Regions from separate parts of the Hordeum vulgare genome. Here region 2 is linked to region 1. The links are chromatin contacts, called in public Hi-C maps. All regions are on one chromosome and are shown on one strand. The core of a region is the stretch at or near the end of the contact, and the rest is flanking DNA. Distances in the headings are between cores, read along the strand shown.

What was found. Hi-C and Micro-C count contacts between places; a contact is called where the count stands out from the background.
Region 2: a contact with region 1 is called in a Hi-C map of leaf, with 4 times the contacts expected there. The contact joins the promoter of LOC123442897 here to the enhancer-like site in region 1. A contact is called at or near these places in 1 of 6 Hi-C or Micro-C datasets (leaf) and 1 of 1 datasets of contacts at active chromatin or transcription factors (embryo).

The regions. Positions count from the first base shown.
Region 1 is chr3H:44,765,848-44,769,948 of MorexV3_pseudomolecules_assembly, reverse strand. No RefSeq gene overlaps it. Among protein-coding and RNA genes, the nearest start is that of LOC123442897, 61 kb to the left of the region's middle. Within about 2 kb of position 1,923, at least 3 of the 3 cell types and tissues checked have open chromatin away from gene starts, as enhancers often do. A contact at or near this core is called in leaf, where this site is marked.
Region 2 is chr3H:44,827,284-44,831,384 of MorexV3_pseudomolecules_assembly, reverse strand. LOC123442897 (protein NDL1-like) reads right to left here and starts at 2,361. Exons shown (of 11, transcript XM_045119077.1): 1 at 2,170-2,361; 2 at 1,438-1,537; 3 at 1,253-1,350; 4 at 1,051-1,139; 5 at 901-961; 6 at 737-823; 7 at 570-647; 8 at 430-486; 9 at 268-323; 10 at 37-172. The coding sequence starts at 2,229.

The DNA of each region.
Region 1 (4,101 bases), core at 674-3,173:
CCAAAAAAATACTTTGTGTGTGCTTGTTAGTTTAACTATGCTGAGTTATCATATTTATAAATGATGATCAGAAAAGTTTTTTTGTCATCGGTTTTAAATATGCCGAGTTGCCATATTTTTGCGCGTAATCGTCTAAAAAAGTTGTTTGTGCTTGTCATTTTGATTATGTCGAGATGTCATATTTATACGCAATTTTCAAAAAAATTAAGGATTAAGTTATTTTTTATCAGACAAGTAAGTACTTACTAATATGACAAGTAAGTACAGCAAATGTGGTAAGTACGAGCAATTTTTTTTTATAAAAGCACGTCGACATGGGATCTAGTTTTAAAGATTTTATCGAAACAAAGTCAACGGCGAAAACAGATCATCGATCCAATTAACAGTTTAAGACATAAAAGTTTTTGAATTTCGATCATTTAAAACGAATTTGATAACATCATTGCATGCATGCATGAGAAGAGAGCATGCAAGCCGCCGCACGAGATGTTCACCGTGCGGCGCTTCTAAATATCATTTCCCTTTTTTGTAACCTATGATCCAAGTAGGCCGACTACCATTACATTAAACAAGCTGCGTTGAGTCTCTGTTGGGCCTGGAAAAAATACCATTTCATTAAATGGGTTCTTTATATTTTCAATTAAATAGCACCACCTCATCCCTTTAGAACCAAAACCATCAATTTATATACGTTTTGGACTTACTTGTTATCGATCTAACTCAATAAATCGGCTTGAAAATCATTAAGCGAAGAATAACAACGACAACGTGAGAAGAAGAATGAGTCATGCTAAAAGAAGGAAGGAATATGCTATCCACTGTGGGCTAATTGAATGATGGTTAATTAAACGACTTGCTGATGAATGCGAAGAATTTCGCTATCCGGGGTACTATGGTTGCTCTTCGAGAGAGAAAGGCGAACAATAGAGCGGGGTAGACATTAATAGGTGGACGCATGAGAAAGATAACAATATTTTTCTCTGCAACGCACATATATTTGTGCTAGTATAATATAATTCTATTTTTTGAATGTAACTATGAATATAATAGCACATTATTCATGATATAGGAGTATAATCTATTTTCATGAGTGTAACAAATGGTCAGAGAAAACGAAGCGTAACTTAGTTGTCAAGGCGCGGGAGTTCGCAGCCAACCCATCAGTGTTTGAGTCTCGGTTCAAGCGCTTTGTGTTCATAGAGTTTTAAAAAAAAATGCCAATAGGCTAGTCTAGCCCAGACCGGTCTTGTTTTTTTTCAATTGATGGTCAAATTTAAGTCTGAAAATCCTTCTTTCGTTTAAAACTATTTATCATATAAATTAATAAAAATAGATATATGTAAAACTAAAATATTTTTAGATAAATTCATTTCTACGATAAATATTTCGGGACGAAGTGAGGAGGTGTTAAGCTAGGATGGACGAAGGTGAGCCATTCGTTCCAACAACTTGCAAACCACCGGGCGTTGCAACTGTGTGTTGCTAGCTAGCGGCCTAGCCTTTTTCATGATTGCGAGCCACATGCACGGAGATGATGGTGAGGAGACAATCTTACGATTTCGTATCTTTGTCACATGCAAGATACCACAAATCCCCCGGAATCTAATCCAACCATATCTATAACACACTAGTTAATCCCGGTTACGTTATGCTCTCCGGTGCATAATAAACGTGTTGAAACGGATAGCCCACGAGTAAAGACTGAGTGTGGAGCAGTATTCAATTGCTGAGTACCGTGCTCGGTTTCGCACAACTCATGGGGCATGGCACCGGGTTGATTGATTGAGGAGGCGTGGTCACTGTGTGGATGGATCGGATTAATCTGGCCTCCGTGTTGATCGTCAGAGAAACAGCGACGCGAACTGGTCAGTGGTCACTCACCGTCACCGATCATCCACCGACAGGGCACAGGGCCACGCAGGCCACGCGCGCGGAAGTCGACTGGGCGCTGTGCACGTACGCACACATGCGGTTGGCGCGTTAAACATGAGTCCCTTGCCGGCTGCATGCGCCGCGTGCCCTTGCCGGCTAGCCGGGTCCCGACGCGTAGCTAGAGCCGCGGCGGCGCGCGCCACGACGTAGCTGTTCGGTCCAAGCTCCACACGTAATCCCGGCGAGGCTACAGTCAGAGCATCTACAGCCGAATCCGGTCCCTATTAAGGCCCCCTTTGTTTGGGCTTTGGATTTTGAGATTCTGCTGTCAATCCTGATTTCTGAGAATCAGCTGTGATTCTTGATTTCTGAAATCAGAAGCAGATTGTTTGTTTACCCTGCTGTGGGATCTGAGAATTAGAATCTACCTGTTTGTTTACTTTGCTGTTTGGGCAGCTTTACGGATCGTAATTAATGTAAAATATTTTAAAAATTGAAACCATCATTCAAAATGTACGTTCAATTACCAACAATCATCCTAAACGTACATCAACCATCACTCAAAAGTAGTGCGTAAAACTAAACTTCATCTGTAGCTGCCAATAATCCATCAGCTATTCTCTCCCTGGTTACTTTCATCAGAGCATCATCACCATGCACAATGTTAGATACCCGACCAGTAGGTGGAGGTAGTAGATCTCCTGGCATGTAGTACTCATCACGATCACATCTATCAAACTCTTTATCTCTCAAGTGGTTGTCCCTGATAAAATTATGAAGTGCCATACAAGCAACAATGATCAAAGCTTGCTTGTCACAGGGGTAAGATGGCATATGCAATAAAATACGCCACTTCATCTTTAACACACCAAATGCACGCTCAATGACATTGCGTAGCGACGAATGGGCATGGTTAAAGATTTCTTTTTTACCATTGGGGGGATCACCATGGATAAATTCTGGCACATGGTATTTTGTCGACTTGTATGGAGCTAGATATCCCTCACAATTTGGATAACCCGAATCAACAAGATAGTACCTACCTGAAAAACAACACATGTATTGTTATGTACTATGGTATTGTATTATGGTAATGTAATAATACAATAGACAATTGTAATGTTACCTTTCGGCGGGTGTGGAAACATGGTTGCATACTTGACCAAAGTATCCTTAAATATTCTTGTGTCATGTGCCGACCCTGGCCATCCCGCAACTACAGAGGTGAATCTCATATCAAAGTCGCATACTGCCATGATATTCTGTGTTGGGTACCCATGCCGACCAACATGGTTCACTATCTCTTCAGCGGGAACAACCACAGGGATATGAGACCCATCAATTGCACAAATGCAATCATCAAAGTGAGGTGAAAATCTAGAATCTCGAAGCCTTTCATGCACGTCTCTGAAGTCCGGATCTTTTGGCTTAATAGTATCTACAGCCATCTTGTTCAAGCACTCTAGCACATGGTTGAATTTCCTGTGTATTACCTCGGTTGACCGCTTGAATCGATTCTCCACTTGGCTAACGGATTGAGGACCACCAACTATCCACAAGAACATACCCAAGCACTCCTCTGAGCTCATGTTCCTTGTTGACGTCAAACCATAATTTTGCACAAGAGTCTCATGCAATCTATCAAAACAAGGTCTGTACATCCTAAACATGGCATAGCAATCTTTGTTTGTACTCAAATTTTCAGTTACCCATTGTTGACCGGTCAAGATAGGAATTCTCCTATTCCTTTTGGTTAAGAACTTCTCACCGTACATGACGGCAACATGTGCAGCTCGCATGTAATACTCCCTCCGTTTCCTTTTTGCCACAGCTGTTACCATTTCAGAATCAACTCCATCCTCATCACTCTCACTCTGACTTGTGCTCATCTAAAACACAATATTAATAAACAAATATGTAAACATAAGAGCAAATAAAATATCATCATACATAGCCACAAATTAAACATAAGAGCAAATATAATGTCATCATACATAGCCATAACTTAAACGTAACAAAATGTCATCATACGTAGCAACAAATTAAACATAAGAGCAAATAAAATGTCATGATACATAGCATAGATCACTAATTCTTCCTACGGTCCTCATACATCCTGCTCAGCCAATTCATCTTGCCGTCATTTGTCTTGAATGTACGAAAAAAGGCACGGTTCTCCAACTTGGCAAACAACTTTGTTGCTATGTAATGCTCATCACTTCCTTCTTT
Region 2 (4,101 bases), core at 1,112-3,611, 61 kb before region 1:
CCAAGTGATCATATGGATTGTTGAAATGTGTGGTACCTCGACTAGGGCGCAGTATCTCCGATCTAGTTTCGTGGTCATGTGGACAGCGTCGGCATGAAACTGTGAGTTCTCTCCCACGAAAATCAGCGTCCGGCACCGGAGCTTCTTCAGTGCTTCAGTTATGTCATGCCTCCTGATAGATGGAGGAGGTTGATGAACTGGGTGAGCTGAGCTCCAAATTTGTTTGGTATTTACAGGTAATGCCTAGCAAAGTTATTGTTTACTCACTCGTTTATTGCTTTAAGGAATCGACATACATTAACACCCTGCCTCTGATCAAGTAACTGCATAAAAAGGTAATCATGACCTCAGTCAGATATTGAAACTGTAGAGATAATTGACATTCTAGAAAAAACACTAGAAAGCTGCAAAGGGGAGAAAAATACTTACACTTCTACAGGCCTGGACAATTTCCGATTCAGGTTCTTGTCCACTACCACGAACTTCCTGTACGTAGCAGAAAAAAGATGTTCAGTGGAACTTCCTGTACAAGGTGTAAACAGAACAAGCTAATGGAGGACGAAATATACCGTGCTAAAATACCGCTGAAGGAGGCATTCGTTCACTAGTCCACTAGTACCACAATAATAAAGTAAGTTTAGCAATACCTGAAAGACCAGAATATGAGGTTAGTATACACCAATAAGTACTAAGGCACTGATAAATTCATGGCTGAAACTGAAGTGTCAATTGTTACCTTGTTATACAACCACTCACTCCAAGATGGGGCTTTGCATAGAGGTGAAACCAACATCAGGCCAAGAACCCTTTCCCTGTACTTTGCCTGGGATAACATATAAAACAAATCGTTAGCCAAAATCAGATAGCAAGCTTTAAAGGACTAATCGTGCAACCACTTACTGCAAAGAGGGTAAGCACGTAGGCACCGGCGGTGACACCCATGCACATCACAGACCCTAAACTGCAAGAACAATGCCACAATAACATCAGAGGACTCCTTTAGGCACCGACAGGATAACAAGAAAGTAAGCCAATTATCAGATATTTTACCCGAAGAAATCAAGAACATCCGCGACCTGATCCGCGAGATTATCAACAGATAGCTCAGGTACATCCGATGGAATCGGAGCTGCTCCCAACTGTAAGACAGCAGATGCCATGAAAGACAAACATGTAAGAACCAGAGGTCATAGGGGCAGAATGGCAGATGACCATGTAAAACATGGAGGAACAGATGATGATGACTACTGACCTCATGGCCTTGAGGAGTAATATGGTAGATACAAAAATTGTGAAGCAACAGGGACGCAGCCTCTGGGCAGAAGAACAATCCTTGGAAGCAGGACATGTCTACCAAACAGGAATACAACACATGAGCAACCCTGGTATTATATCAAAATTTATAACACCAACCACAAAGAAAACGACAGCACTCACAATTCAGAGCTACATCCGGGTACGTTATGAGCGCTGGCTTGTCTTCGTCTCCGTACACGGATACAGATACAGGGCCGTATCTTGTTCTCACAGGATGCTCCTGATAAATCACATGGCACAAGGAAACGTATTTAGCAACAGCTGTAAACAAGCCATTCCAATTTAGACCATCCCCCAAAATTGACCAGAGATGCTCCTTCCTTGGTAAAGCAAGCAGGCAGGCGCCATGCGTTTGCTTAACACACAGAAATAGCATGAGCACGCTTCCTGACGTTGCTTCGCATGCTTGTAATCGTAAACCAGGGGCCGTTGCAATTACACATTCAAAATGAAATACCCTTAAATTCTAAGCCTGGTTTCTTCTTGTTCCTACTCATGACCAGCATTGCAAATTGCAACCACAACAAACAAGCCACGCAGCAGCTAATATTTCTAATCCATAATAGTACAATTTGTGGTTTCCCCCCACAGAGGAAGCATGCTAGCAATATGGCATGCTATCATCCTCCTCAATTTTTGCAACTGATTAAGAAGAGGTGGGGATAACAATAAAGGGGCAGAAATCAGCAAGAACAAGCTCCTCTGCCCAACCACCCCAACGAACCAAACAAGCAAACAGAAACCCCCCACGGAGCTCGCCCTACACAAATCAATCCTCCGCGCAAGAATGCGCCCACCGTCGAACCGAGGGAGGGGAATCAATCAATCAAGAACCGGAATGCGAGCACGGACCTTGCCGCCGAAGTAGATCCGCTCCACGTCGATGGACACCGACCCGCTCGAGTCCCCCATGGCGGCTTCCAGAAGCTTCCTCTCAACAGCCCACCAACAACCCCTTCCTCCTCCTCCTCGTCGTCGTCGTCGCTCGCCTCTTCCTCTTCCTCTTCCGGCTCTCTCGCTCTGTCTCCTCCTTCCCCCCACCCTTGGCGTCTATCGCGTGCATATATACGCGAGGGCGTCGCGGCCCAGAAATAAACTCGCCACCGACGGCGGTGAGCTTACCGGTGGGTGACTAGAATGGGACAAGCCGGAGACTAGTTTTTTAGATCCACACGTTGTTGGCTCGTTTTGGGCGGGCCCACATGTCGACGGGCGTCGTGGGGTCGTGCGTCTGAACTGCGTGTGGCCCTAGCGTTTTGCTCCGCTCCGCCGGTGTGAAGGCGTGGGCAACGGGCGGTCTGCTACGGGCACGCCCGTTTCGGCCCTCGTGGGACGCGTTGGGAATTCGCAGTCCATGGCCTATTTTTTCCAGTCCAATGGTCAATGCGATGTCGTCTATTTTTCTTCTCGTTTCCACAGTGCAAAAGTTTGTGTGCTATTTATAGTTTGGCAAGCTTTGTTCTTTTAGTTTGGAGTTCGCGTTGTTCACAAAAGGTTATGTGCCATGCAATCCAGTGTTGTGGAGATTGTGGTTCATGGAGCTTTTCATGACTCATAGAATGTGTACTATTTGGGAGTTCATTGTTATAGATTGGAATTTCATTTCGATTCATATACACTATGAGACATAGTACAATCTAGTGCCTTAAAGATCAAATGGTTATGGTTCATGGAGCTTTTCATGACTCATGGATGGATGCTTACACATAGAATGTGTACTTTTTTGAGAGTTCATTGTTATAGGTTGGAATTTCATTTCGATTCATATACACTATGAGACATCCAATCTAGTGCCTTGAAGATCAAATGGTTATAGAGCTATGGAGGGTCTTTTCCTCCCTACTATCGCTACCAAGACAAAAAAAAGGGGGCAGTGCCGATCTACCCACCTCCAGGACATTAACCGTCTCCTTCCATTTATCGCTTCGACAACGAGAATAGTTTAAGGGTTGCCGATCGGCGGCAACCAGACGACGATGGCACCATTGGCATGGAATAAATTCTTCACTAATTTGCATTTGCTCCGGTGGTGTTTCGTACCATCAGGATGGCGGGGCGAGGATGGTGTGGACCTTGCAGAGGCGATACTCCGTGATGGTGGTGCTTCGTCGCCGAGATGTTCTTTTGGGCACCCACCTCAAATTCATTCAACAGGACAAAGCTCTTCCAAGACATATTCATGTGGTCTTCTGGGGCGGCAAGGTGGGGTCTCTTGTTGTGCGTGTCGACGAGTTCTGGTGACATGTGCTTCGGCTTGATTCGGGGTTTCAATGTTGACGACTACAACTATAGGCCGCTTGTCTTTAGAGGCACATACACCAAGAATACCTGACTATTTAGGGATGCAAACGAGCCGAGTTCAAAAAATTTGGTCTAGGATCAGCTCAACCCATATTAAAATTCCAGCAAGCTCAAAATGTGCAAAGCTTAAGGTCGAGTTGTAGAAAGTGGCTCATGCTTAGCTTGTAACGATCTCAAGTCGATCTCAAGCTAGTTTCGAGCTAAGTACGATTACTCTTAACAGTATTTGAGGCAAATTTTGTAATGAGATAGGCCACAACATAAAAAAAATCACTATAAAAAGAATTAATCTTTCTCAAATGAAGAGTGATATTTAATAACAAGAGATGGTGAATGACCTAACAAGAGAAGAGCGATGACTACAACGTGTCATTCGCTCATTCTAGTGACAGTAGTGCTCGTTCGATGGTTCGCAGACATCAATGTAGTTTGCATTGTATTAAGAGTGCTTTGTGCTCATGATGAACTTTTATTATAATAGAT